7 separate regions of the Mus musculus genome follow, and regions 1, 2, 3, 5, 6 and 7 are each linked to region 4. Evidence: chromatin contacts called from public HiCAR-type, HiChIP or PLAC-seq and promoter capture Hi-C data. All regions are on one chromosome and are shown on one strand. The core of a region is the stretch at or near the end of the contact, and the rest is flanking DNA. Distances in the headings are between cores, read along the strand shown.

Region 1 (4,067 bases), core at 1,388-3,887, 2.8 Mb before region 4:
AGAACCTCTTTCCAGTTTTTCTGAAGCAAAACTGAAGACCGTGTCTTTTCTTTGATTCTAATACAACGCCACTCTGTGAGTTATGAGACTAGCGGAAAGGGGAGGGTCACATAAAGCCACCTTAAACCCAAACTATGACCGTTCTATTGTGGCAATCCACTAATCCGTAGGTTTGGCTTCTTAGCCCGCCCATGAGCAAATACAAAAAGATGGAGAGGCCAACTTGAGGAAGGGCAGGTGTGGGGAGGACTGTGATTCTGTGGCAGGAAGACTTCCAATGCTTTCTCCTTGACACCGCCCTTTGGGGTTTCTCCCACAATGCCTTAGCTGGACATTACCTTAATCCGAACTTCATGAGCCTTTGGAGGGGCCACTTCTATCTCCTCTATGGAGAGAGGCTTTCCCGCCTCCCAGGCGACTGCAGCCTTACACCTGATCACCTGAGGTGGGGGAAAAGAAGTAAAGTTTATTCTCCTAGATTAGTAATTACTTCACGGGCAACCAAGATAATGATGCTGCTCATGTTAGTGTGCCAGGCTGTGGAGAGGGTCCAGGGCGTACAGCTCCTGCCCGTGCAGGCCTGAGGCCCAGAGTTCAGCTCCCCAGCATAACACCTGGAGGCAGATCAAGCTGGCTGGATCGAGTAACTGGCCTGGAGAGCTCTGGGTTCAAGTGAAAGACCCTGATTCAATGTATGGTGGAGCAATTGAAGACCTGATGTCAGCCTGAGACCTTGACATACCCACCTGTGAACACGCATAAACATAAACACACACACACACACACACACACACACACACACACACGCTACAAACTCAGACACACGCAAAGCTAAATAAATAAAACTAAATTGAACAGCATATTCACAGAAAAGCTTATAACCTCTAAGTGAGATGGAGAATTGTTTTTAGGTCTCACATAAATCACACAGTGAATAACATAAAATTAAAGGGCCAGATACAGTGAGGCAAACCTTTAGTCCCAGCGCTCAGAGGCAGAGGCAAGTGGCTCTCAGTGAGCTCGAGGCCAGCTAGATCTACACTTCAAGTTCCAGGACCGACAGGGCTACATGGAGAGATTCCATCTCAAACCTTCCACCCTAAACCACCATCAACCAGGACAACAAATATGTGCATATATATTATTTATATTTAAATTGTGTATACATATATATAAAATCAAAGGGCTGAAGAGATGGCTCAGTGGTTAAGAGCACCCACCTACTGCTCTTGCAGAAAACTCCAGGTTCAGTCCTATGCATCTACACTCTCACAGCTACCTGTAATTCTAGTTCCAGAGGATCTGTGCCACCCCCTGGCTTCCACAGGCTCCTGCATGCATATACACACACACAGGCACACACACACACATCTTAAAGGAGGGTGGGAGGTGGGGAAGAGATGGAGGAGGAGGAGGAAAAGGAAGAAGAAGAGGAGGAAAGAAAGAAAAGGAAAGAAGACTATGGAATACATGTCCCAAGCTGGGGTGTAGCTCAATGGTAGAGCATGTGCCTTGAATGCACAAGGCCTTGGATTTGAGTCCTAGCACAACAATGGACAAGCCAAGCAAAATCCCACCCAGAGTCTTTCACTAGGTTTGGCAAGTAATTCAAGGTTAGTATTCAAGCTTAGTATTATGCGACCTAATTATCTTTTCCTTGGGATGGCTTATATAGCATCACTTTAGTGCAATACTTCCCAGTGGAAAGGATCCTAAGAAATATCCAAATGGGGGTAAAAATACTATAACCATCTCTTATAACTGTGCTAACTAATGCATTAGCCATTTGCCACAGGTGGCTATTGAACACTATAGATAAAGGACAAGTGTGAACTGAAATCAGGTATGATGTAAAAATTTGAAAGCTTAGAAGAGTGAAGAATATCTCAATTTAAAAATACTTATAACGTGGAAATAATATTGCGAGTATCAGGTTGGGTAAACATACCATTAGAATTAATTTTATGTGGCTCTGTAAAGTTTACAATTCCATATGAAATTTATATCGCGCATCTAAAGCAATGAGCTACTAGAGCGATTACACTCAGTACAGACCTTCTTAACCACGGAACCAAACCTAGTGAGAAATGCTGGGTTTTGATCAGTTCACTTGACGCTTATGAAATGTGTTGACAGAATAAAGGTTGCAAGCCACTCACTGGGTTTACTGGAGATGGACTTGAAAGTCAAATAACGTGATTTGAAAAAAACAGGTACACCGTGCTGCACGTAGAAAGCCAAGGTCGAAGGAAGGGCCTAACTTTGCTTGGGAGTTTTGAGCACGGCCCGCGCTCCAAATCTGATCCTGCAACCCGGGCGCGACCCGGGCAAGTTCTTCCGTCCCGCGTGACGGGCGCGGGCCTCAGCCCACCGGGCTCCGGCGGAGCAGAGCAGAAAGCAGAGCTGCTCTCCAAGCGCGGCGCCGAAACAAAGCCTCCATGCCCTCGCTGCGGCTGCGCTCGCCTTCCCCGGCGGGCGGCAGCGGGCCACCCGGGCGTTCCCCTCCTCTGCTCCGGCCCACCGCGCGCCTCCATACCTGGTTCGCCATGGCCGCTAGTTCGGGATCGAGCGCTAAGGTTCACGAGTGTAGCGGAACCCGGGTGAGGGCTGGACCGTGCGTGAGGGGAGGGGCTGTGCGCGGGAGGCGGGCCTTCGATGTAGGCGGGGCGTACGTGAGGGCGGGAGGAGGTGGCTGTGCGTAGGGCGGGACTCGGCTGGGAGGCGGGCCTAATACCGGAAGGGCGGGGCCCGCGTTTCGGAGCCTGAGTTTCGGCTACTGCGCTCCGTTGCTGGGGAGGCAGTAGTTTTGGGGCCGTGAAGCGCTTTATTCCAGGCTGGCTCAACTGAGCCCCTGCAAAGCATCTCTGTGGTATTTCCTTGTCTAATTTTCGTGCAGTCTTTGTACGTTAGACGTGAGAGAAATATAGCGTGTGGTAACACGTGTGGGAAAGCACGTGTAGAACAAGCCACGCCTTCCGTGTGTCCCTGTCCGCGGTCCCCCCGCCCCCCTCTTCCCGGGCTTGCACGCGCTAGCTAGCGAGCTACTGATTTGCGGGTTGCATGCGCTAGCGAGCTAATGCAGCCCCTTGTTTTGCGGGTCTGGGTCCAGGACGAGTCAACACTGCGGCCCTCAAGGGCTTTGAAGGAACACTAGAGGGAGAGGTGCCCATCCTAGCAACAGCCCGACCTCGGATTTCAGCAGGTTACGACCAGGTCCTGGGATTTCAGGGACCATCGGACACGGAGAGAAGTTTTCAGGAAGGGAACCGAGGGAGCAGAGTGGGCCCCTTTTAAGAGTGGACCAACTATGTGGAGACAGAGGCTGCTGTATTTGCTGATGTAATCCCAAATGCTGCTTGTGTTGAAATGTACCCACTAAAACACCGCATTTTGTCTTTTTCATGGCTCATTTCCTGATTACACACTTTAAGGGTTGACATTCTCCACGGTACTGTTCAAAGCCCTTCTCTCACTTCACACTAACTCACACCCTGGCTTTTAACGTATATAATTAATAGGATGATCACCATAGTCTGTCTCCAGTCAGGGTAGTGTTCCTAAACTCCAGGCTTGAAGTACCAAGCCAGTGTGTATTAGGGTATCTCAGTGCTTAAAACCCAACTTACTTAAAACTAATCTTGTATTCGTGCCTCCTAATCCTTTTAAATGATTCCAGTGTCTGGTGATTAAAATATTCAAATATACAAGCCATTTCCAGTCAAACCACCACATGTGGATATTATAAGTTATACTCCTGTAAGAAGTTGAACAAGTTGAGGAATTCATAATTCTTACAGAAGTGAAGTCACGCAGGGAGAGCTGCTGCCCCCCGAAACAGAAACAGGAATACAGAGAATCACAATCCATCAGACTAGAAATTCATCATTGCAAGAAGCAGTACTAGGGCCAGAAACTGAAGAGTGATTGACCTATTGCTGTAGGCACTTTGTAGTTTAGTCTGACTTTTGTAAACGACGGAGGATGCAGTCATGTGGAGTGGAGTATTCTCATACTTTGAGAAGTTTATTTTCACGATTTTTCAGGGAAGGAGGGAGAAAAATTTTCCT
Region 2 (3,813 bases), core at 1,157-3,656, 2.4 Mb after region 4:
CCTGGTTCAAACCTCTGACTTATCTGATTTCCCAGCACCTTGAACAAACACCTGCAGTGATTCTCTCTGCATCTGCAACAGCCAGTTTCTGCCTTTTTGTATAGACACTGGGAAGCCCTAAAACAGCTACAGCCTCTTTTAACTCTTCTGCAGCCATTCTGTAACCTACACATAGAGATGTATTTACCACAGGGTGTGTATGCGTGACCTTGGAGTTAGCAGTAACTAAGATTGGAATCGAGAGCCTGGTTTGAGCTGGGGAGATAACTAAATTGGCAAAACCCTTGGCTGTGCAAGCAAGCAGTAGGATGTGAGTTTGCTCCCCAGAACCCAGGTAACAAAACCAAGCAGGATGGTGCATGCTTATTGTCCCAGTCCTGGGGAGGCAGAGACCAACAGATCTCGGTGGCCCCTGGCCATCTAGCCTCACCTACCTCCAGATCAGTGACACGCTCTGCCTCAAAAAATACAATAAACAGCACCCAAGGATCAAGACGTCATACTGCTGGCATGCACCTGTGCACAAAGAACCTGTGTTTGCCTGCGCCAGTAGTCAGGGGTAAAGTGGGGCTCCATAAACCCCATGCAGCGTCTCAATTTACTGTTATTCCATTAATTCTGTCACCGTAGAAAGACTACTGTGTTTCTGATAGGAGACATTCATGACATATTACTGCACTTATTGAAAACCCAAGACACGTCCACCGTATTATACCCACAGGCTTTTCTGCTTGGGCTTTCTGCCATTATATAACAGCATCTCTTCTGGAAAACACTCCCAGTGGCTGTTACATTGTAACTTTGGGAATATAACCCATTCAGAAATGAGCACACATATTAAGGGCTTCCCTTCCTTCTGTTGTTTTATTTTTATGGTTGCTCTTGTTTGGAGACTGTTGTCTACCCAGGATCCGGTTGTGTACACACCCTCTTTTAAAAGACCTAAATCCATCTCGCCTCAACAAGAAACAAGACAGGGTCTCTTGTAGAGGAGCAAACAGAAACTAATTGTGAAGAAACTATTTATTATAAGATTTATTACAATGACAAGAGTTTGCCATTCGAAGTGCCCCATGTGTTCAATCCAGGAGACAGAGGGAGGTGTACTACTGTGAGTTCCAAGCTGCCCAGGGCTGCCCAGTGAGGCCCTGTCTCAAAATAATACAAAAAAAAAAAAAAAAAAAGAGTTTAAGCTAGGTTTGCTCCTTTATCACAAAATAATCTTCAACCTTCAGCTCCAGAAAAGTAACTGTAAAAATCAAAGTACAGTTATTAATGATTTCAAGTTATACTATAAGTCCGGTGACTTCTTTGAACATACATAGCCGCTTCTGCAGCCCTATCTTATAGGGGAAAAAAATTCTAATACTTAGCAAGTTAAGACACTCATCCAGCATGGGGGTCTCGGAACAAGATTTAGCTTCACCTCTTCAGGGCGGAACCTCCTAAGAGGTGTGCACAAGCCTTGACATTGCAACCGCTCCGCTACCTGGTATTAAGTAAAGGAGGCCTGAAAGCAACCCATCTACGTGGCTATTTTCACGCGATTGTTAACGAGACCTACAGAGTGAAAAGAAAAAGGAAAGTGGCCAGGAGCTTTTCTGTCTTTGGCGTCAGCCCAGGGCAGCCCAGACGGCCCTCTTTCTAGGTTTTGCTCAACGTACAGGGCAAGAAAAGGCACCACATTCTCGCCAGAACGCCGGCCAATCTCCTGCTTGTGGATGGCATTCAGGGTGCAAACTTTTAGGTTAAAAACTCAGTTGACTGTTGCTGTTTTTAAGTTAACCTTACCAAACAAAAGGTTTCGTGATGGCGTTGTGCACACAAGCCTATCCCAGCGCCTGGCTCACATTCTCCTCCCACTTCCTCCCTGCCTGTACGCCTGCGCTGACAGCAAGGTCGCGGTCGCAGGCAAACTCGCTTTCGGAGTGAAGACCCCGGTCCCCAAAGTTCTGCGGCCGTACGGAGGCGGATGGGCTTAGCAGCGCCCAGGAGGCGGCGCGGGCGAGCGGCGGGCCACGGCGCGGAGGTCAGCGGGAGGAGCTCAGCGCCGCGGGCCGGCTGCGGTCGCTGCAGAGGGCGGTTGGCCCCGCGCCACCCTGCGCACCGAGACCGGTCCCCTCCGCAGCGGGCTTGGGCGCGGGCTGCGGACCCGGCCGGGCAGAGCAAGGCAGGGCAGGGCACGGCGCCGCGGCCCCTCCGCCGGCCGGCGCGGAGCTGGGCGAACGACTTACTGAAGAACAGGCGGTAGTCCTGCGAGCGGGGATGGCCCAGCTCCTCCGTGCGGTACAGGGACATGACGCGGCGCGGAGGGCGGGCGGCGGCCCCCACGCGCCACCCTCGGCCGACGCTCAGCAGCGGCAGCAGCGCGCGCATGGCGGACGGTCTGCGAGAACCGCAGGGTCGGTGCTGGGCCCGGCGCGGCCGCTCGACGGCGCCCCCTGCCGCCCGGAGCCCGCACTGCCTCCCCGCGGTCGGCCTCAAGTGGCATCAAGTCCCACCCTCTTCTGCATTCCTGGGGCCACCTACCTCTCCACTTTGCTCCACAAGCCCTCAGAGGCCGAAGACCATCAAGACAAGGACCTTAGAAGCCCCAGGAATTCACCACCACGCACCCACTCACACACTGTCAGTGTCTGCGGTCAGACTTTGATTACATTAATGTAGCACTTGGTTGCATGCATACCTCCAGAAATTTCTAAAGGAACATCCAAGCCGGAAGGAGGGAGTGTACACACACGCGCGCGCGCGCGCACACACATACACACACACACACACACACACACACGACTATAATGTATAATGATCGAGCGTCCTTGTGAAGACATCTGACACAGATTTATCCTAAATCTGTAATTCCCTCAAACGCCACTTCCTCCATAAGGCCCTTTAATATTTAACCCAAGTACAGGTAACTTTTAACTTCTCTGCAATTGCATACTTCACAAGTATTTCTGTCTGGTCCGGTGGCCACAACTAGTTACAACAGCAGTCTTTGCAGTCTGGTCCAGTAACAACGGGAGCTGTGGTTCTAAGGAAGGAACCAACCATTGCCCTTTTCTGTAGACCAGTTGATTGGGAAGACCTCACTGGAATGGTCTTCCGGACCTCTACCAGTTTCTGCTCCAACTGTGAGCAAGGCTCACATCCTCACCTACTGGGTTCTTTCTGCATCTAAATTGTGACAGTTAAAACCCAAACTGGTTTTACCCAGGTTTCAGAAAGGATCTCTTAGAGGTGCCACTAGCCACTTAGACATTGCTTAGCCTAGTCTCTAAAAAATTTTGACATTAGTGGCTTTGTAACACGTCAACATGATTAGGCGGAGTTGCAAGCTAAGTTGTCCTATAAAAAATGGAAACATTTCCTTCCTGCGTTTATTTCATTGATTTATATGATTCTGCCTATGTTAAAAAAAGAAAGCTTAAAATTTCACCTAAACTTCAAATATTGGATATTTGAGAAAGAAATTCCTACTGAAACAAGGTTCTGGGCTGTCTAATAGTCTAGATTCTTAAAATTAGCATCAAATTCCGGGTATGTGATTTAGGAACATATTACTTTATGGCATTAAAAAGAAATGGCTTGATTTTGAACATATAAAATCTCATCTTTCATTTTCTATAATTTACTGAAATACCTGTGGATCAAAACCGAATATACAATACATGTTATGAGAACAAAGTTGGCTTACTGGTTAATTTTAAAATACAAATTTCTGAAGATATTTATTCAACAATAGTTGTCCATTTCAAATGTAGACATTTGGAACCTAACTCGCTGAATTTCCTCTGTGGACATCTGTCACTATCA
Region 3 (3,657 bases), core at 97-2,596, 2.5 Mb before region 4:
GAATTTGATGCATTATGTAAAACACGGCACTTTTGAACACACGGCTTTAGTTTGGGTCACGAGGTGAATCTCTATGGCAGCGAGTCTGAGGCTTCTCCCAGACCAGCAGTGATGCTTAAAGCACATTTTAATCCACTAATCCAAGTCTAACAAGTATTTAAGAACATTTTACAGAAAGATAAAACAACTCTGAGACTTTACTTTAGCATATCTTAAAAAGAAAAAACCTGGATGGTTAATTCTTGGATATAAGTTATCAGACAGGATTACAAAACTCAAAACTGAGTAATACTGACAAAGACTATCTGGTGTGGGGAAGAGCATACGTCACTTAATGCCAAAGACAAAAACCCGGCTGTTATCAAATCGACTAAAACGGCCCTCGTAGTCTTTAAGCTTTCTTTTCGGTAACTCTAAAATCAATACATGCCTACTTCAGGGTATTTTTATGTTATTTTATTTTTTTTTATTTTTAAACGCGTTGGTCTGTACCGCAGTAGCAATAGCCCTTTGTTCAGTTGTCAAAGTCCCTTTGGCTTGAGTTCTGGCTTGGGAGGGAATCTCAGGAGAGCTTTTTTTTTTTTTTTTTTTTAAATGAGTAATTTTACATCTCCGGACACGCAACCACATTTTAAACACAAAATATTTCAGTGGCAACCGGTAACGCGTCCATCTTAACCTCATCCTCAGCTGACCACGAGGCCGAGCCGCCTGGGCAGCAACTGCCCCTCGGCGCCCTTACATGCGACGGCCTGACCCAGGGAAGGAAAAAGAGGAAAAGAAGGGAAAACGGCTCGCCTGCCCTCTAGGCGCAACGCAGCGTTGCGACAAGCTACCCTGAGACTCCACATGGCTCCTTTCTGCCACACTTCCGGTAGGGACTCTCCTAAACAACAGAAACCCGGAGCGCACACCGCGGCGACAACCGGGCGCGCGCACGCCCCGAGCGGGGCCCTGCGCCCGCGAACGAACCGCAGCTGACCAATCACGACTCTGGAAGACGGCACGTGAGTGGCGAGGGGCGTGGAAAACGCACACCTGACGCCACTTCCTCCGCAAACCGGCAACTACTTCCCAGGCCCTCACCCTCTACTCCGGAAGCCTTGGTTGCAGCGGAGGCTAGGGTAGCTCACGCTCCTTTGGCATCCGAAAGGATACCAACGGGCAGGGGCACGACAGCCGCAGTGCCATATTTACCGTGCCGCGGGGCCGGTGGGGAACGCCGGGGTGCGGTTAGAAAGCCTTTCTGAAGTGTTCTCGGCTCCACGCGGTCGTCCTCCTTCAGAAACTTCAACTCCCAGAGGCAGAGGCGGTGGTTGCGCGCCCGGTTACGGCACTTACGGCTTACGTCATCGGACTGCGCTAACTCCAAACCGGAGAAAGAGGAGGAGCCTGTAGGGGGCGGGGTCTGGGCCTGGGTTTTGCGGGAATGGTTAGTGGCTACCGCGAGGCGTTTTTCCCGGTCAAGCGTTGCATTTCTACCCACAGGCCTGTGTAAGCTCGGGTCTCGAGGCGAAGATCGCCCCACTGAAAGAAATTGAAATGCGAAACAGACGAAATGCTCTTATTTTTTTCTGCGTTGAGAGGATGATCTAGTATTGCCCAACGTACTTCTAATTTATGTAAGAAAGTTACCAATGGTCTTTCATAAGTGAAAAAATTGTAAACTGAAATTTTTAATAGAAATTCATCGAACTTAGGAATTTTAAAGTTTTCTTTTTATGTCCTTAGTAAAACATAATACTTTACAGTCCATCCTTTGAGGTTTTGTTTATGCTGTTTTGCAAAACACTAGTGATATTTCATCGTTTGTAAATACTTGACCTTATATAATCTTTTTGCTAAATATAGACCAAGTCAACCGAGGGAAAAAGAAAAACCAAACAGTTGGGTAGGTTGGTCTTTTTGTAGTTGTTTTGTTTTAATTTGGCTTTTCTGATGGATGAATCTGTAGAATTTGCAGATAAAAAACTATTTTTCAAATAAAGACCCATCATTAGATTTTTCTTGTTGCTTGACCTTTTGAACTTGTTACAGGCTCTTAAATGAACTGAATCGTCTCTGAATTTAGTGTGTGGGGGAGATCTTTTTTAAACTCTGTTTTTATTTGGAAAAAGATGTGGATCACATGCTCTGTGTTGTGGATCTCTCAAATCTTAGAGATTTCTGTTAACTGAACATTGGCAGTAAAATGTGAATCCACTTATGAGCTGTTAGTAGGGCATCTTTTTTCGGCTGCCTCCGTATCAGGGCAGAGAGTAGCTGAGGGAGGGTTAGTAACTGGATATGGAGCCCTTCACATGTAGGTCATTAAATTCAGGCTGGCAGAGTGGTGTGCCAGATCTTTCAGCAGCTGTTCTGTTGCCCTTATGGGATCTGTCTTTAAAATAACGGTACAGTTTTAGAGGTAATGCCTAGCATCCTTGATATCTAAAAGAGTTTTTAAGTTAGGAGAAAAATCCTCATTTTTATGATGTGACCAAATTTGACTTGGTTATTTGATCTCATGGTTGCAGAATCAATCCAAAGTATGAAAAAAAAAAAAAAAAAAAGGTACGAGTAAAAACTGCAGTTTAGCCAAAGAAGCATATAAAAGTTTAAGATAAAGTCCTGTGATGTAAGGAAGTCATTGATTTATAAAACTCAGGCTTGTTTAACACAGTTGACAGTTCATTGTCTTTGGCTTAGGATTTTGTACAGCAATGACTAAATGATTGTCTCCATCAAAGAAGTAGAGGATCCAGAAGTGAATACATACTTAAGATGCCTGTAGATAGAAAGGAAGACATGAATGTTTCTTGAGCACATAGTGTCGGAGATTTTGTAATTTTGCTCCATCTTGGAAAGTAAACATTTTTTTAAATGAAGAATTTCAAAGCTGGGGGCAGTGAAAGCAAAGAGCCAAACGTGAAGGTTTTACACATTGATGAGCAGTGGTGGAGTAAGGAAGAAGGGCTCTACCCAGCTTTCTAATGTGAACAGTGGTAGAAATATAATTCTATTAATTGGGTAATTTAGAGAATACTAGAAGAAAACTGGATTTTAAGCAAACATAGCAAGCTTGGATTTGAATATCTGCGGAGTCTGGGGAGTCTGCCTAAGTATGGATGGGCTTAGGAGTCGCTGTGCTGCGAAATGAGTTAGACACAGGTTTGGGTTTAGGGGATAAAGCAGCAGTTATCAGGAAGAAGAGTGAAGTAACGTGTAAGATAAACACACGAGAGAGTAAATGTGTAACCTACGAACCGTATATTATTTTCATACTAATGAAGTAGGTTTTAGATGATTTCATCACAAAGGAAACAGTAGTTGGCTGTCTGTGAGCGATGTGACATGTTAAGTGGCTTCACTATAGTGGGCTTTCTCCTGGTCATGTGTAGCTCACAGTGTCATGTCCTATGCCTTAAATGTATGCAGTAACATTTATAGAAAAATTAAGGTTTATGCAATTTAATCACGAATAAACATTGGACATCCTACACAAATCATATCTGTGTGCCAATTTCATAGAGCTGGCAGCCAGCTCTTTGACTGCAGACTGTACAGTAGGAAGAGGGCTACTGGCAGATCAGAGTTCTAGGACACAGCACATGGTTGTAAGTGCGATTGTGAACATTGCACAGACACTCGAAGTTCCAAGTCAATCTGGTTGATTGT
Region 4 (4,167 bases), core at 468-2,967:
AGCCTAAGAGGGCAGGCATTGCCGCAGCCACCAGAGGCAGGGGCCAGGCAAAGGATTTCTGTGGAGTGTGGCCTTGGCAACCACATCTGAATGTCAGACCTCTTGCAGCAAGGACTGTGAAGGAACAAATCCCTGACATTGGTTTCTGTTGCCACAGACATAGGAGCCTAGTCTACCTGCTTCCCACACAGGCTTCTGTTTTAGGTATATCCCATGGGATCATTTGGAGCTTGAAGTTTAACTAGATACTTCTTGCTGATGAACAGTCTTCAACTTGTGTTCTAGTAGTATATCCCATTGCCTCTACCTTTGTAACAGTCTTATTTATGTGCCTTTGACAATGGGACTGCCCCACCTTGCAGACTGTAGAGTTTTCCCCATCCCACCTAGTCCTCAGAGGAAAGACAAACACTTTATACTTTGTTGTTTCACCAGAGCTTTCAGGCTTTGTATTTATATCATCAGGGAAAAGAATCATTTTATATACTATATAGCAATGTGCTAAATAGTAACAAGGACACAGTTCTTGCCCTCTCCCCCTCCCCCTCCCTCTGTCCCCCCCACCCCCACTCTCTCTCACAGAGGTCTGTGTTTGTCACTTTCTGTCACTCAGCGCTTGGCTTTGTTAGTTATCCAATGAGTTCCAGGTCCAACTGTCCGCTGAGGTTACAGATACCCCCACCTGCAGGAATGCTAAAGATCCCAACGACCACTCTGTTGAGTCATTTCCCAGGCCCGTAGGTTACAATTTCTAATGTCCCATAAATAATAACAACCATCGTTGTCTTCCATCTATAGGAAGCCTCTGAACTCTAGATGGCAAAACGGTCTCTACAATTTAATGATATAGCTTTAAGGTTGATTACAGGGCTCTTTAAGGTCACTTAAAGACTCTCTAATATACAGTGTGGGGGGGGGCACCTGTGTTTCCCTCAACAACATCCCACTGAGAGGGTTTTTTATAACTTCATAAGTGGAACGCTGAGCGGAGGGTTAAGTACCAAAATAAAACTGCATGCTCACTACCTGATTGATCCCTGGCCTTTCAAAGTTGTATTTCCACTTGAACTCAGTAGTGAGACCCCCGAACTCTAAAATAGGTTTAAGTCAAAACTCACTTGGGAGCTACCTAGCCCCAGGCTGTCATTCCTGGCCCATGGAGGCACTTTGCCCAAAGAATAAAGACGCTCAAATGCTCGCAAACGGTCATCAGTGGGAGGCCTCTCCAGAAAAATAACCTCCCTTGAGCCGGATAAGGATTTATGAGCTGTGAACCAACACTGCGGGTCTCACTGTCGCTCTAATTCCATCCACAGCGATGATCACACAGGCCGGACAATGCGCTGTGGCTGAAATAATCGAGCGGATTGAAGACTTCATCCAGACCCAATATAAATTCATGGTTCTCTGGAGAGAACCTCAGCTACGATCTCGAAATTCCTGTCCGCTCTATGGAGCGATCTGAGTGTAGCCGAGACCCCCAGAGGAGGGAACAAGCAGATGAGATTGACTTTTGTGCCCAGCGCGTGGGGACCAGGCCGGTCTCCCGTGGCCTCCAGCTGTCCGGGCCTGCCCTTGGGCTGCGGGCGCCTCCCGGGGGCGTCGCGGCCGCCGCGGGGCTTGGGGTTCGGGGCGCCGGGTCGGGGCGCGCGGGCTTCCCCCACCCCCGGAGGCGACCCCACCTCCCGCCCCCGCTGTGCGCGCGCGCGTGGGTCCGTCCGTCTGTCTGCTCTCTCTCGACGTCAGTGGGAATTTCCAGCCAGGAAGTGAGAGAGTGAGCGAGAGAGGACGAGAGAGAAGTACCGAGGCGAGCCGGGCAGGAAGAGGAGGTTTCGCCACCCGAGCAGCCCGGCTGCGCGCTGACGGCTTCCCGTGCCCTGCGCGCCCCCGGCCTGCCGCCGCCGCCGCCGCCGCCGCCGCCCTCGGCCTGCTCGCGGGCCGGCTCTAGCAGCGCAGGCCGGAGCTCAGGGCCCCGCCGCGCCCGGCCCGCCCCGCGCTTCTCCGCCCGCGCCGCAGCCATGGCGCGCCGCTGAGCCGCCCGCCCGCCCGCCCGCGCCCCGACCCGGCTCGGGCTCCCGCCGGTCCGCGCCGCTCCGCAGCGGGAGCCCGCAGGCGAGGAGAGGCCGCGCCGCATCTCCAGGGTAAGCCCCGGGGCAGGTAGAGGAACGGAGCCGCCAGCTCTCCGCACCACGGTGCAGCGGGTCCCACTGGCTCGAAGCTCCCGGGGTTCGGGGGGGGACTAGGGGAGAGCCCCAAGCAGGAGTCGCGGATCGAGCGGCCCCGGCTGCGGGGAAAGGGCACATCCGCACTGGGCGGCCCCGAGGCCTTGCGGGCCGGCTGGCGGGGCCCTCGGCGTCTCCGCGGGCGGGAACGGGAAGCGGAGAGGAACTCTTGCAAAGTTTTAGAAAGATGTACCCAAGCCCCTGCGGCGGGGTTGGGGTGGGGTGGTGGCGGCCAGGCTGAGGTCCGCCACCGGCCTAGGACAGATAGAAAGGTGCTTGGTGCAGTGCACAGCCAGATTTCACCAAAGGGCGGTCAGTGAAATGAAAGCAGAAGTGCCTGTCAGTCCTCCTGGCTGGCAAAGCCCTTCCCAGCTCCTAAGAATCAGTCCCTCGGGAGAACCTGGGGCCCACTTACCAATCTGAGATAGACACCCCCCCCTCCCCATACACACACATATCATGCATTCAGCTGCCAAATCTCAACTTTGATTTTCAAAATAATAAGGAGGGCCTCACACCGATTCTCCAGGGCTGGCATTTGAGAGAGAAATTACCTACTAATAGCACCTTTCAGACTTTTGATTACGGGGAAACTCTAGGATAATGGCACCATGTTTTGTGCCTGACCTCCAAAACAGAAAACGATACAAACATGACGCCTCTGCTACATGTAGGCTTCCTTCGGTCTTCTGAGACAGACACCAATCTTGGCTCTGTTTATGGGTCGAGTCTAAAACTTAAGTGGGACAAATGATAAAAAGATTTCATCATCTAGATTTAATCTGTTTTGTTTTTTTAATGAACTTTTAAAAGTAAAGGCCAACACTGCAGCTTTCTAAGTAAGCATATTTAACTAAAATTTTTGTTGTTTTAGGGCTGAGAACAACTTGTGGTGTTTATTAACATTTGATGGCTATGGCATCAAATACTGGGGCTCAGACTGGTGGTTAGTACTAAAGATGGAGATGGTGATAGAGTTGGGTGGCTTTCTAGAGGACTCTTCAGCTGATTGTTCTTGGGTGGCAAAAAAAAAATGCATTAATGTTCGTCAGACCTTAAAAAGAGAAACTTGATTAAAGTAAGGTCCTTGCTGAAGTGGGTTTTTTTCCCCCTGATTTTAATATTGCGCTTTCTAGAGATGGAACCTCTTGCTGTTTGATGCACGAAAAAAATATGTAAATTATTTACATCGAAGTCCTTTGCTTTGCATATGAACTTGAGAGGCCTGGAATTTAAAAAGCTGTGCTTCCTGTTGCATTTAACATTTCTCACCCCACTGGATGACTACAAGAACACACATATTGATGGGAATGTGAACTCGGCAACTCTGGTCCCTGTTGATACTTCTGGGAGTCTCTTGCTAGCTTAGAGAAAATGTCTTCTTGGCTTAAGACACTGAGTAAACTTGAACACAAAAGAAGGCTTCTCTGTACACTTAATGCTGGCACTAAAATACTACACTTGCTGGGAAACGCTAACCACTTCAAAACCAAAAGACTTTTAAAGAAAGTTGTTTAATCCTGTTAAAGGTTGGTGGCACCCTGATTATCTCTGTTATCTCTTATCTCTGTTCAGAAATTCAGTTGCCTCTTGCTTGCCACAGATGGCAATTACCTGAGCTGAGGAGGTTGTAAATGTCCCTGGGTTTGAAAGCCAGTTAGTAAATACTAGAGTATACATACAGAAAACAGTCCTTCCCTTTTGTAAGCACTGCTTTGATCTTTCTGCTTCCATTTTGACTTCTGCCCCTTAAAAGTAGCTCAGCCAGGCTGACTGAGCTGCAGTGAGTTGGAAGGGAGCCGCATCAGATTCACTGGTGCTGTTCCTTTTCATGGTCCTTCCGGTGAATCGAGGCTGAGTGGAGAAGCTAGTATTTCTGTGGGCTGTCTTCACGACTCGCAGACTTCCAGATAACTGATGAAGTAAGCCTCTTCGTTGACGTTCA
Region 5 (4,170 bases), core at 1,169-3,668, 2.3 Mb before region 4:
CACACACACACACACCTTGAGAGGGTATTTGAAAGCAAAAATTGGTTTCCTTAATAAAAAAAAAAAAAAAAACAATTAACATTTAGGGATTAGAGAGATGTCTCAGGATTTAAGAGCCCTGGTACTGCTCTTTCAGGAGACCACAGCTTGATTCTCAGCACTCTCACGGTGGCTCACAACTGCCCGTGATTCAGTTCCTACAGTACTGGGGAATGAGGGGATCTCTTCCAATTTCTGTGGGCAACAGACAAGCATAAAAGCAGACCAAGCACTGATATGCACCGAATAGAGTAGAGCTGAGATAAAAGCACCATATAAATGGCCTAACATAAGGTGTGCTGTTAGGTGCTCTCATGCACATCCAGCGTTGTAGACACCAACTCTTCATTGTGGCGGAGAGTGCTGAACAGTGCTGGGTGCAGAGGTGGAGAGCAGGCGAGGACAGGGTGGGGAGCCTACGAGTAGCCAGCAGGAAGATGCTCTCAAAGGAGAAGGCAGTAGATGGGAAGCAAGTTAAGAGAGGCAGGCTGGGGGGTGGGGGGTGGAAAAGGGAAGAAAAAAGGAAGGAAGGAAGAAGGGAGGGAAGAAATCAGTCAATCATCTTAGGTTGTTCTAGAAAGAAAGAAAGAAAGAAAGAAAGAGAGAGAGAGAGAGAGAGAGAGAGAGAGAAGAGAGAAAGAAGAAAGAAAAAAGAAAGAATGAAAGGGAAGAGATTAAGAGAAATGGGACTCCCCCCCTCCCCCCAAATGTGCTAAAATGGGATGAAAAGGACAGTCCAGCACTGGAGAAATGTGCAGGAAGGAGCAGGGGACCTGTTGCATGGCTTGCCCAGTGATTTGGAGCCCTCCCTGCCCCCTTTCTGTTGACGTGCACTTTATCTTTTTTTTAAGTTTGGTTGGTTTGTTTGTTTGTTTATTTATTTATTTATTTATTTATTTATCTGTATAGCCCTGGCTGTCCTGGAACTCACTCTGTAAACCAGGCTGGCCTCGAACTCAGAAATCCACTTGCCTCTGACTCCCAAGTGCTGGAATTAAAGGCATGCGCCACCACTGCCCGACACTTTATATTCCTCTGTCTGAGAGAACTATAGCAGCCAGTGTGTGCCGGTTCGTTATATGTGTGTTCTCAGAGCTGCTTCTCCCCAGGACTGCCTCTAGGCACTGAGGACTTTCTCACCAGAGAAAGCCAGAGTCCCAGGAACCATTGGGAAACAGAAGAGAGGACGGTTCCTAAGGAGACATTGGCAGCCTGTGTAGAACAAGGTCTTCGTTCTATCAGTCTCTTTAGGATACCAAATGGAACAGCCCTCAGATGAACCCTAGTTCATCTTGGGATATTGGAGGGGGAACATGCAGAGAGAGAGCTCTTTATCCATCCACTGATACACATCCAGGCAGATGGAATTTCCTCTTTATGAGTCTAAACACCACTGCATCCAGGGTAGTTCAGCCTACTGGGTACACCCCGGACAGCGTAGCTCAGCCTACTGGGTACACCCCGAACAGCGTACGTAGCTCAGCCTACTGGGTACACCCCGGACAGCGTAGCTCAGCCTACTGGGTACACCCCCGGACAGCGTAGCTCAGCCTACTGGGTACACCCCCGGACAGCGTAGCTCAGCCTACTGGGTACACCCCCGGACAGCGTAGCTCAGCCTACTGGGTACACCCCCGACAGATGCTGTTCTTTAACTTTCTTCTGCCTTCTTACTCAGTCCTTTGCCTTGTTTGTTTTTTAAACAGGGACTCACATAGCCCAGGCTGGACTCAAATTCACCAAGTAGATGAGGATAGCCTTGAACTTCTGACTTTTCTGCCCCTACCTCTAGAGTGCTGGGATTACAGGATCTTATGGGGTGCGGGGATGGAACCCAGGTCTTTGGGCATGTTGGCGACAGCCTCTGCCCCCAAACCTTCTTCCATAAGAGAAACAAGTGTTCCCCTACAGAAACCTCAAGGGAATATTGGAAAGAAATCCTGAGCCAGTACCAGAAACAAAGTAGGTTAGAGCAGGACTGGTTGTTTACCTATAATTTTTTTAACCCCTTCAGAAGATGTATCTGACGTCGAAGCTTCCTCGGTGTTCCTTGTGCCGCTGTGTGAGGTGGGTGTGCGCGTGCACATAGCCCCCTCCCCGCCCCCCCCCCCAAACTACAGGCAAACCCTGGTAAGGAGAAGCTACAGTTTGGACTCCTAGAAAGAGTTTGACCTAATCGCCCCATCCTGGTTGGGCGGGTGGTCCTTCTGTTTTCTTTGGCAAAATCTAACTTGACAATACGTTGTGGTGACTGAGGTGCTCTGCTGCCAGAGGGGTTAGTTAGCACACTTCCTGACTGACAGAACACCCCTGCCTATGCCTCAGGCCCACGGTGGCAGAGGCAGTGTGGGAGGAGCAACCAAGTTTCACTTCCTTGCTAGCCAGAGACTCAGCCCCAGCCGGCTCCTGCCTTAGCGAGGAGGAGCAGCGCGTCCAGCAGCAGCCGATCCCATCTCTCTCTTCATACAGCACCTGGCGGGGAGTCAGCCATCAGAAGCAAAGGAACTTATGGGCAGAGCAGAACTTCTAGGAGGGAACATGAGTACCCAGGATCCCTCAGAGCTGTGGGGCAGAGCAGATGGAGGCACAGACCTGCTCCAGGATTTGGGGTAAGAGCGCTTTTTCGATGAGTACAACTTCCCAGTTCCTTGAAAAATCGCCGCTCTGACCAGTGTTTCCAGGATTCGAGTCTCTTCCCACTGCCACCTGATGGTCGTCTACCTGGCCAGTTTAATTGACCTGTAGGAACTTCCTTCTGGGGGCGCTGATTCATTGTAAAAGTGTAAGATATTTTTCTAAAAGTGAGAACAGTTACACTGAGAGAATGTGATAAAAAAAAAATCAACTTTTGGGCATCCTTCAGCAGCTGGGGAGTGTGCATACAATCGTCTGTTTCTTTGATACTGGGCTAGTTTATCATTAAAGTGAGGTGGAAGAACTCTGAGTGCACCTCTTGGCAGTGAACTGTGTCACTGGTTCCATAAACAGAAAGACTACACGGCTGTGAGTAAGAGGGATTTTTTTTTTTTTTCAAAAGAAAAAGAATGAGGAAGTTTGTACGACAATCATGTTTCTACGGTGCCTCCTTCTCACACAGCAATGGGAGCTCTTTCATAGCCTTTAGACACAAGATAACAACAGCCTGGCTTCAGATAGACAGGTTTAGGTTAGGTGACATCATCAGAGTTCATCAGAAGGGACCCTGATGACACAGCTCATCCGGACATTTAGTAAAGAAAAAAGGGCTACTCAGACAAGAAAGGAGGTTTCCTTGGAGACAAAGCCTTGCACCTACACGCTTGTGTTTCCCAAGAGAGAGGACTCTGGACCTGTTGTCTACCTAAGTGGCTGGAATTCCTCATCACCCAATGACATAAAGACATACTGTCACCTTGCATAGGATGGCAATAAACACGAAAGGGTTTTAAACCCCATCTTATCGGTCACATCAGTGAAATAACAAAGCTGAGACAGCTACCTGCCAGAGGCCCCATCCTCCTCTGAGAATGGGTTGAAATTTCTGTTTACACTAGAGATTGTATCATTTTATATTGTGTTACTGTAAAATTTCTCACGGCACTATGCTGGCACAGCAAGTAGAGGTGCTTGCGGCTAAGCCTGGCTAAGCCTGAGATTGAGTCCTGGGACCCACTCGGCAGACCTCCACACAGATGATATGTCAGACGGGTACACACACACACACACACACACACACACACACCATGCACACATGTAATGATAATTAATAAAAAGTCTAAAAGCAGCTCTCAATAATTCTCTGTTTAAATTTAAAGCCAAGGACCTGTACTGCCATTTGGTATTGACAGCTAGGATTTTCAATAAGGGAAACTCCTTATGAGGTCTTCAGAGCTCCAAAAACTCTCCACGTTTCTCTTCAAATAAAAAAAACAGAATAAGGGCCTCTCTGGGAGCATCCAGCCCAGAATCAAGCAGTTCAGAGCCGACCTTACTGGCCAGCTCCCAAGGTTTGTACCTGTGTTTTTTGCACTCTCCAGCCTCTGAAGTTAAGATACCCAAAGGAGAAGAAAGATCCAGAAAATATTCAACTCTGTCTCTTTAATTAAACAAATCCTATCCTGAAAGCAGGATCTAAGCTTTGGAATTGTCAGC
Region 6 (3,708 bases), core at 967-3,466, 2.8 Mb before region 4:
AGAAATCTAGAACTGGGTGTAGTAGCTCTTGCCTTTAATCCCAGCACTCAGGAGGCAGAAGTGGATCTCTGTGAGTTGGAGGCCAACCTGGTCTACAGAGCAAGTTACAGGACAGCCAGGACCAGGACTACAGAGAGGAAACCCTGTCTAGAAAAACCAAAGAACAACAATGGGGGGGGGGGAGAGAGAGAGAGAGAGAGAGAGAAGAGAGTGGGGGAGAGGGAAGGAAGCTTGGTAGAATATTTGACACTATAGGTCATAAAGTATCTTTAGTTTTTCATAGTTGATTAGTATCTTTTTTTTTTTTTTTTTGGTTTTTCGAGACAGGGTTCCTCTGTGTAGCCCTGACTGTCCTGGAACTCACTCTGTAGACCAGGCTGGCCTCAAACTCAGAGATCCGCCTGCCTCTGCCTCCTGAGTGCTGGGATTAAAGGCGTGTGCCACCACGCCCGGTTTGATTAGTATCTTGATTTATAGTTGTCAATGTTGAGAACGCTGTTTCTCATGGTTCAAATAGCAGAAGTCTCTTTTTGTCTGTTTAAAAAATTGTTGGAAATTCTGTTCAATCCAAACCAAAGACCACTTAATAACTTTTTCAAAATGAAATTAAAGTCAGTAACTCAAAACAGCAATGCCTGGACGCAAATATTCAATTCTCTATGCAGAGTTCTAGCCACTATAGGATTGCTGCTATTGAGGCTAACTCAATCCAAAGACAACCTGATTGGATACATAATGAAGAATGACAGAAGAATACTAGATGTCTCTGTCTTCTGTAAAGAAACCAGGATGTGTTTGTCACTGCCTATGTGACAGCACCCGCAATACAGAGTGTACGTGCAGTGGATGCAGGATCAGACTGCAGAGAAGTCCAATGCACATGCTGAGTGTTGCGTTTAATTCTGAAATAACTTTTGGTTGTTAGGCTGTCAAAAACTGCTTACTATTGCCAAAAATTTTGTTACTCCATATTTAGAAGTTGAGAGCCACAGTTTAGGAAGCTGGGATTTATACAGTTAGATGTCATATACAAACATATACACATATGCAGTCACTAATTTTCTTAAATGTATACATTTTTATTAAAAGTTTACAGTGGTTGGTTATACAGGAAAAGTTATTCAAGAAAACATGAGCTTTTCTGGTGTATTAAGGTGGAAAAGATTTTTTTAAAAGTCACAGCATTCCTCTAGCAACAAACAAACAAAAAAAAAAAATAGAAAACGGCAGTTGTTGTCTACTGATTATGTGTTTGAAAGATTTAGGCTACCGGGTTGTATCTGATAAACTCTAGAGCCTTTTAATTCTCGCATTTCTTTTCTTTTCTCTTTTGGTTTGTTTTCTGAGACAGGGTTTCTATGGGTAACCCTGGCTATCCAAGAACTTACTCTGTAGACCAGGCTGGCCTCCAACTCAGAGAGATCTGCCTGCCTCTAGATCTGAGTGCTAGGTTTAAAGTTTGGCATGCGCTACCACTACCCGGCTAACCCCCCTCAATTCTTGATTGGTGGAATTCGCTCAAACTATAAAATCAGATAATATATATATATTTTAAATCATCGATATTGAACTATCTGGCAGCTACTAGCGCTATGTATTTCAATAGCGGGGTGTGGAAAGACATGAGGAAGAGCGTATTTCAGTCCCATCTCGGTCCATTGATATTTTTTTAAGAATGAGCGTAATTTTTTCTTTCTTTTTTATTTTGAGGAGAACACTGGCAGAGAGAAGCGGAACTCAGAAAAGGGAATTAGTCCCCAAGAAGCTCCCGGCGAACCAAACTGAGGAATCCACGCCCTTCCCAACCACCTGCGAGTGAATGAAACACCGAAGGCTCAAGAATTTCACGCTCGGGGTCCCAACGTCATGGGGTGTAGGATCTCCGCTGACCCCACGTGGCGTCGCCGCCACCGCAAGCCTTGGGGCGGGGCAGGGGAGGCGGCGTAAAGGCTGCCGGGCGGGTCGCCACTACGCGTGCGCGGAGAGGGCGTGGCTGTCAGGGCGGGGGGTCGGCCGAACCGGAGGGAGGGGCGGGGCAGCAGGTGAGCGCGCGCTAAGGGGCGGGGCCCTGGCCGCGCGTGCGCGGAGGGGGGCGGGGGCGCGCTGCGTAGGGGCGGGCCCTGGTCCTCCCGGTCCGGCGCCTAGGCCTGCCATCGGAGCTCCTCCCCGGCTGGGTCCCTCTCCCCGCCCTGTGGCGGTTCCTCCCTCCTCCGGCAGCCAGGCAGCATGGCGGCGGTGGAGACGCGGGTGTGCGAGACGGACGGCTGCAGCAGCGAGGCCAAGCTCCAGTGTCCCACCTGCATCAAGCTGGGCATCCAGGGCTCGTACTTCTGCTCGCAGGTAGCCGCCCACCCCGCGCCCCTCCGGTCCTCCGCCTCTGGGCCTTGTCGCCTCCCGCTCGGGCCTCCGAGCGGCCCGGGCCTCGGGAGCCGGGAGCCCGGCCGCCGGCGCTCTCGGGGGCGGAAGCTGACCTGCGGCGGGTTCGGGCCAGGCCTCCGCGGTCCCGTGGGCGGCCAGGTGTGTGCGCAGGTAGGGACGCGCGGGAGCCGGTAGCCCAAGACCTCCGCCGAGCCGGGGTCGGGTCTGGACGCCGCTGGCCGCGCTCCCGGGGCTTCTCTCCGGTGTCTCTGCAATCCCGGACGGAGACGGAAGCGACCTGCCGGGGCCTGGGGGTGGCTGCAGTCTCCCGTAGAGGAGAGCTGTTTCAGTCTCACTTCTTTTGTGTTTTACTACCGCGCTTTGACATTTAAGTAACTTTGAGTGTAGGCGTGGAGAGAGGTCGGTGTAATTCATTCTTTTCCGTTGGCATCTCAGATTATTAATTTGAGAACCGGTAAGGTAAAGAGATGAGTCACTTCTGTTACTGAAGTTCCTGGAGTAGAAAGGACAGTCCCGCAGGGGTTGTGCTTCAAGGCTCCGACGTAGTTTTTGTGCAACTGAGCAAACCTAGCACTGAGTGGGGCCCTGACAGAAGTGTGTATTTATTGAACAGTATTTGTGTCCCATCGCGTTTCTAGACTCAGAATAATGGCAAGGCAAGTAGTAGATGGTTATTAGGCTCTTAGTTACAATTTGTTGAGGAGAAGAATATAAGTACGTTGGTAATAAACTGACAGGTTCCTGGGAGAGGGGAGTTAATAGGCCAAAGACCTTGGCATGCTAGTTTTTCTGAGAGCTTGAGTAAGTGAAATTACTTAAGTTCCCCAGTTTCAGTGTTACTCTATACAGAGAGAATGAGGGTACCTTTCATTCTGTATTGTACAAGATTGTGCTGACAATGAAATTAAGGAAGACCCTGTAGCCCTATCATTTAGAGACGTTTTGTTTTTTAAAGGATTCCACTACAATTTAATGCTGGTATCTAGATAAAGTTGAAGAAGAATAATTATGTCACCAGTGGTAAGTGATACATGCCTTTAATCGCAGCACTTGGGAGTCAGGCAGGCAAATCTGTCAGTTCTAGGTCAGCCTGGTGTACAAGCAAGTTCCAGGACGGCCAGGGTTCTGGGGTGGGGGCGGGGGTGGGGTGGGGGGAAGAATAGTTATATGAAAATAGCAAAACCAACTATTTTCTAAGATAAAATAGATGGAAAGATAAAATAAGATGAAGCCAATGATTAAAAGCCTTAGCAATTGTAGTAAACCATTGCAAGAGTCCTTCACTATTGTATGATCTTGCCTTTAGAGAGTATATGACCCTTGACCTTG
Region 7 (3,730 bases), core at 575-3,074, 2.8 Mb before region 4:
CCTCGCTCCTCCCCCTTCCCTCCTCCATGACAGCCCCGTCCCGGCGTGGAGGGGCCAGGACAATGTGATCCCCACCTCAGCCGGCCCCTGTCCCCGGCGCCGGGAGGTGCGCGACACGACCCCTGAGCATGCTCCCCTACTCAACGCCACGGCCCCCGGCTCCCCGCGGGACGCGCCCGCCCAGCTCCCGCGCGCCCACCGGTGGGCTCCGCCAGCCCACCCTCCTCCGCAGCTCCAGAGCGCGGCCCGCACGAGGACCCCCGGCGGCGGGTCGCCGGCGACGGCGAGGCGCCGCTGCCTCGGGCTCCCTCTCCGGCTCTCTCGGGCCGGCTCGCCGCCCACCAGCCACGGTGCCCGCTAGGAGCCGCCCGCCCCACGCCCCCCCGAGACCCCGGGACCCCACGCCGATCCCCGCGCCCGTGTCCCGAGCCGCCCTCCGCCCGCCGCATCGCGGCCCCGCGCGGCGCCCCTCCCCCCACCGCCCCGGTGCCCGGGCCCCCACACGGCGTGTGCGCTCCACGCTGCCGCCGCCAGCCTCCCGGCGCCGAGGCTGCCCGCCGAAGGTCAGGCCGGGGGCGGGCAGGGACCGGACGCGGCGGGAGGCGCCGTGCGCGCCGGTAACGCCGTCCTGCGGGAGTCCCTGAGCGGAGGAAGCCGGAGCGCGGGGAGCTCGGGGGTGGGGGCCGAAGGCAATACTCACCGGTTCCACAGTCGCCATCTTAGATCGATCTGATCGCACAACCGCTCCTGAAGGGGGGGCGAGAGGAAAAAAATGAGATTCAAACCGGATTGGCCGGCTCCTGCCCACGTGACGGACGTGTCCGTTTGGCCCTAGCGGCGCCTGCGCAAGACTGCAGCTGCTTGGGGAAGGAGAGGCTTCTGGGAAGTGGAGTCTTTTTTTTTTTTTTTTTTTTTTTTTTTCTTAAGGCAAGAAGTTTTTTTTTTTCTTCCAAAAAAAAAAAAAGTGATCACGTGGTCGCTGGCGAGGGTGCGTGGCTCCCGGCGCCGCGGGCGCTTCCTGCCGAGTTGGATTTAGGCCTCTGCTGGGCAGCGGGCAGAGCTCCGGTTGCACTCACTGCGGGGCATTCCTGCTGTGCCTTCTGTCGCCCAGTCCTCCCATCTTTCCTAGAAGGTTGAGAACTGCAGGCTCAGCACACGCAAGAAGGCTTCATTTGCTTAGCTGAGGTCCTAAGACAAGTTGCTTTTTATTTAGTTTTTCTTTTCGCCTCCCACCATTTTCTCTTGGTTTCTGAAAGAGGCGGCGATGGAGAGTCGTTGATGTGGTCTGCGTCTCCCCAGTCCCCGGTCCACTAACGCGGGTGGTCCCTTGCTACCATCGCTGCCCAAGCGGGTGGGCGGGCTTGCCCCACGGTACCCTCTCACTCGTTTGGGGAAGGGGAGTGCACGCGTCGGCTTTTCCTGTTCCCAGTCCTGAGATGAAGGCGTCAGGGGTGAATCTTGCTGGACGTGAAAGTTTGGAAGTTCTGTCCAATCGGTTCCAGTATTCTGCTTGGACGTGGACGGAAATAGCCTACGTCCAGGTGCCAGCCAGGGAAGCCACTCGGGGCTCCGCTGACTCAGCCCTGGACTGAAGGTCAGGAGTCGTTAAACCGGGTCAACTATGACTCTTGACGTTGACTCATACTCCTTAGGCGAGTGACTTAATACGCTCAGTGCCTCAACTTTTTCATTTATGAACCAAAGATGATAATACACTTACCTCACAAGGGTGTGCTGTGGTAAGGACTGTAACCAGCTTTGAAAACGCTTCGGAATCTAGAAGCAAGCGCGTGCCTTCCTTAAGGACCAGCTCCCTCCGCCTCCGCTGCTGTTTTAGCAATCTTGCTTCTTGACCCTGGGTCTTTTGAAGCGCAGGATGGCCTTGAACTTGAGGTATAGGGGAGGATGGCCTTGAACTGTCGATCCTCCTGCTTCCACCTCCCCCCCACAAAGTATCGGGATTACTGGCGCGTGCTGGGCGTGGGGGTGGGTTGGGAGAGCACTTTTTTGCTGAGATAGGGATGGAACTCAGGGCTTCCTGAGCGCTAGGCAAGCACTCTACCAACTGAGCTATATCCCCAAGCCTTAACAGTGTCTTAAAATTTTCTTTTCTTTACTTTGTTGCGTACACCGATGCAGTTTTAAAGGGAATGTAGCTGCTCTCAACAGAAACTTCGTGTTCATGAACTTATGTTCATAACAACTAACAAACAGAACTGGCATGCTACATTTTCTTCTAAGTTACCAGGCCGTCAAAGCACTGTTGGGTAAAGTTCCTAATGAGGGAGCCAGGATCTCATGGCTTCCACGCAGCTTAAAAATGTTACCGCCAGGAAAAGCAGTGTAAGCAGGCTATCTCGTGTCTGCCTCTCCATGGCATTGCTGTTGTCCAGAGCTGTGTCATAGCTATTATTGAGTACATAATGGATGCTTGGGTTGACTAACACATAATTGAGGCTGTGTAAGAACTCAAAGCCAGTGCCTGCTCGTGTTTTTGTTTACCAGGATGGCAGAAGTGATTTTAAACGAAAGCTTCTGTTTAAGTTGGCGTGAGTAGATTCTCAAGTAGACATAGCTCTATGAACTAAACACATAGGTGAATTTCTATGTACAAATCTGTTAACACTAACCAAAGTAATTATAATTGACCCCTTATTTTCTGTTGTCTGTAAAGTGATGTCTGGTTAATTTCTATGAGAAGACAGCATTAGGGTGCTGAGTTGTAGCTCAGTTGATAGAGTGTTCATCCAGCCTAGATTCCCCCCAACACCACATAAACCCAGCATGCTGGAGGATCAGGACTTTAAATTCAGTGACATGGCAAGTTCTAGGCCACCCAAAGAAACAGGAGAATCTCTATCCAAAGAAAGGAAAAAGACAACCTAAATATCCTGTTTTGAGCTTCAGGGTTGGTTACAGCACAAACCAATCCATTGGCAAGAAAGTATCCTGACAAGCCTGAAAACCACCAATATAAAGTTTTTGTTTAAAATGACATTTGATTGTTTTTTTTTTTTTAACCTTCTTCCTCTGTTGTCAGTGAAGACTCATATTTTGGGCTACAGGTATAACTCAGGGGTAGAATGTTTGCCTAGCTTGCTTAAGATTCAGGATCCAGCCGGGCGTGGTGGCACACACCTTTAATCCCAGCACTCAGGAGGCAGAGGCAGGTGGATTTCTGAGTTTGAGGCCAGCCTGGTCTACAGAGTGAGTTCCAGGACAGCCAGGGCTACACAGAGAAACCCTGTCTCAGAAAAAAAACAAACAGAACAAAAAAAGACTCAGGATCTACTTCCTAGTACCCCTGTGTTCCCACAAAGACTTGCGCTTTTACAGTTTTTTTTTTGTTTTTTTTTTTTGTTTTTTTTGTTTTTTGGTTTTTTTGGTTTTTCGAGACAGGGTTTCTCTCTGTAGCCCTGGCTGTCCTGGAACTCACTCTGTAGACCACGCCGGCCTCGAACTCAGAAATTCATCTGCCTCCCAAGTGCTGGGATTAAAGGCGTGTGCCACCACTGCCTGGCTCGCCCCATTCTTTATAGTTTAAGTCATCTCTATATCTGTATATGATTTATTGACTATTTTTAAACATTTCAGATGTGTTTGCCTAGTGTCAACACTTACGATTTCATCTTGTCAAATATATGGGGGCTAGATTTTTATGTGTTATGTCGGTCTGTATACAATCACTTTCATTTTGCTTATTTATTCATTTATTTGTGGACCCAGAGTC

The links. Promoter capture Hi-C pulls out the DNA fragments that hold promoters and counts their contacts. HiCAR-type assays count read pairs that join an accessible place to other places. HiChIP or PLAC-seq counts read pairs in DNA pulled down with a chosen protein or histone mark.
Region 1: a contact with region 4 is called in a promoter capture Hi-C map of liver, with 6 times the contacts expected there. The contact joins the promoter of Adh5 here to the promoter of Nfkb1 in region 4. A contact is called at or near these places in 4 of 39 promoter capture datasets (hippocampal neurons, liver and pre-B cells), 1 of 115 datasets of contacts at active chromatin or transcription factors (astrocytes) and 1 of 9 other capture datasets (liver).
Region 2: a promoter capture Hi-C map of pre-B cells shows a contact between it and region 4, with 4 times the contacts expected there. The contact joins the promoter of Ppa2 here to the promoter of Nfkb1 in region 4. A contact is called at or near these places in 2 of 39 promoter capture datasets (hippocampal neurons and pre-B cells) and 2 of 115 datasets of contacts at active chromatin or transcription factors (astrocytes and large pre-B cells).
Region 3: a contact with region 4 is called in a HiCAR-type map of astrocytes, with 6 times the contacts expected there. The contact joins the promoter of Trmt10a here to the promoter of Nfkb1 in region 4. A contact is called at or near these places in 8 of 39 promoter capture datasets (cranial neural crest, embryonic stem cells, frontonasal cranial neural crest and 4 more), 2 of 115 datasets of contacts at active chromatin or transcription factors (astrocytes and embryonic stem cells) and 1 of 9 other capture datasets (liver).
Region 5: a contact with region 4 is called in an H3K27ac HiChIP or PLAC-seq map of bone marrow-derived dendritic cells, with 11 times the contacts expected there. The contact joins the promoter of Dapp1 here to the promoter of Nfkb1 in region 4. A contact is called at or near these places in 3 of 39 promoter capture datasets (the C10 cell line, hippocampal neurons and liver), 1 of 484 Hi-C or Micro-C datasets (spermatogonial stem cells), 4 of 115 datasets of contacts at active chromatin or transcription factors (bone marrow-derived dendritic cells, embryonic forebrain, pro-B cells and 1 more) and 1 of 9 other capture datasets (liver).
Region 6: a contact with region 4 is called in a promoter capture Hi-C map of pre-B cells. The contact joins the promoter of Metap1 here to the promoter of Nfkb1 in region 4. A contact is called at or near these places in 3 of 39 promoter capture datasets (cranial neural crest, liver and pre-B cells), 1 of 484 Hi-C or Micro-C datasets (liver) and 1 of 9 other capture datasets (adipose tissue).
Region 7: a promoter capture Hi-C map of liver shows a contact between it and region 4, with 2.7 times the contacts expected there. The contact joins the promoter of Eif4e here to the promoter of Nfkb1 in region 4. A contact is called at or near these places in 3 of 39 promoter capture datasets (liver and pre-B cells), 1 of 115 datasets of contacts at active chromatin or transcription factors (embryonic hindbrain) and 1 of 9 other capture datasets (adipose tissue).

What each region holds. Positions count from the first base shown.
Region 1 is chr3:138,441,663-138,445,729 of GRCm38.p6, reverse strand. It overlaps Adh5 (alcohol dehydrogenase 5 (class III), chi polypeptide), which reads right to left and starts at 2,637. Exons shown (of 9, transcript NM_007410.3): 1 at 2,537-2,637; 2 at 339-440. The coding sequence starts at 2,548.
Region 2 is chr3:133,308,703-133,312,515 of GRCm38.p6, reverse strand. It overlaps Ppa2 (pyrophosphatase (inorganic) 2), which reads right to left and starts at 2,406. Exons shown (of 12, transcript NM_146141.2): 1 at 2,235-2,406. The coding sequence starts at 2,376.
Region 3 is chr3:138,141,137-138,144,793 of GRCm38.p6, reverse strand. It overlaps Trmt10a (tRNA methyltransferase 10A), which reads right to left and starts at 1,346. Exons shown (of 8, transcript NM_175389.5): 1 at 1,198-1,346. It also overlaps a transcript of Mttp not described here.
Region 4 is chr3:135,689,097-135,693,263 of GRCm38.p6, reverse strand. It overlaps Nfkb1 (nuclear factor of kappa light polypeptide gene enhancer in B cells 1, p105), which reads left to right and starts at 1,717. Exons shown (of 25, transcript NM_008689.2): 1 at 1,717-2,141.
Region 5 is chr3:137,979,797-137,983,966 of GRCm38.p6, reverse strand. It overlaps Dapp1 (dual adaptor for phosphotyrosine and 3-phosphoinositides 1), which reads left to right and starts at 2,418. Exons shown (of 9, transcript NM_011932.3): 1 at 2,418-2,648. The coding sequence starts at 2,548. All of the region lies in intron 2 of Gm19708 (a long non-coding RNA gene), which reads right to left.
Region 6 is chr3:138,487,890-138,491,597 of GRCm38.p6, reverse strand. Metap1 (methionyl aminopeptidase 1) reads left to right here and starts at 2,216. Exons shown (of 11, transcript NM_175224.4): 1 at 2,216-2,340. The coding sequence starts at 2,227. Gm32553 (a long non-coding RNA gene) reads left to right here and starts at 3,537. Exons shown (of 2, transcript XR_001784010.2): 1 at 3,537-3,708.
Region 7 is chr3:138,524,285-138,528,014 of GRCm38.p6, reverse strand. Eif4e (eukaryotic translation initiation factor 4E) reads right to left here and starts at 1,824. Exons shown (of 8, transcript NM_007917.4): 1 at 1,721-1,824; 2 at 701-747. The coding sequence starts at 718. Mir1956 (microRNA 1956) reads right to left here and starts at 1,594; the gene lies at 1,530-1,594.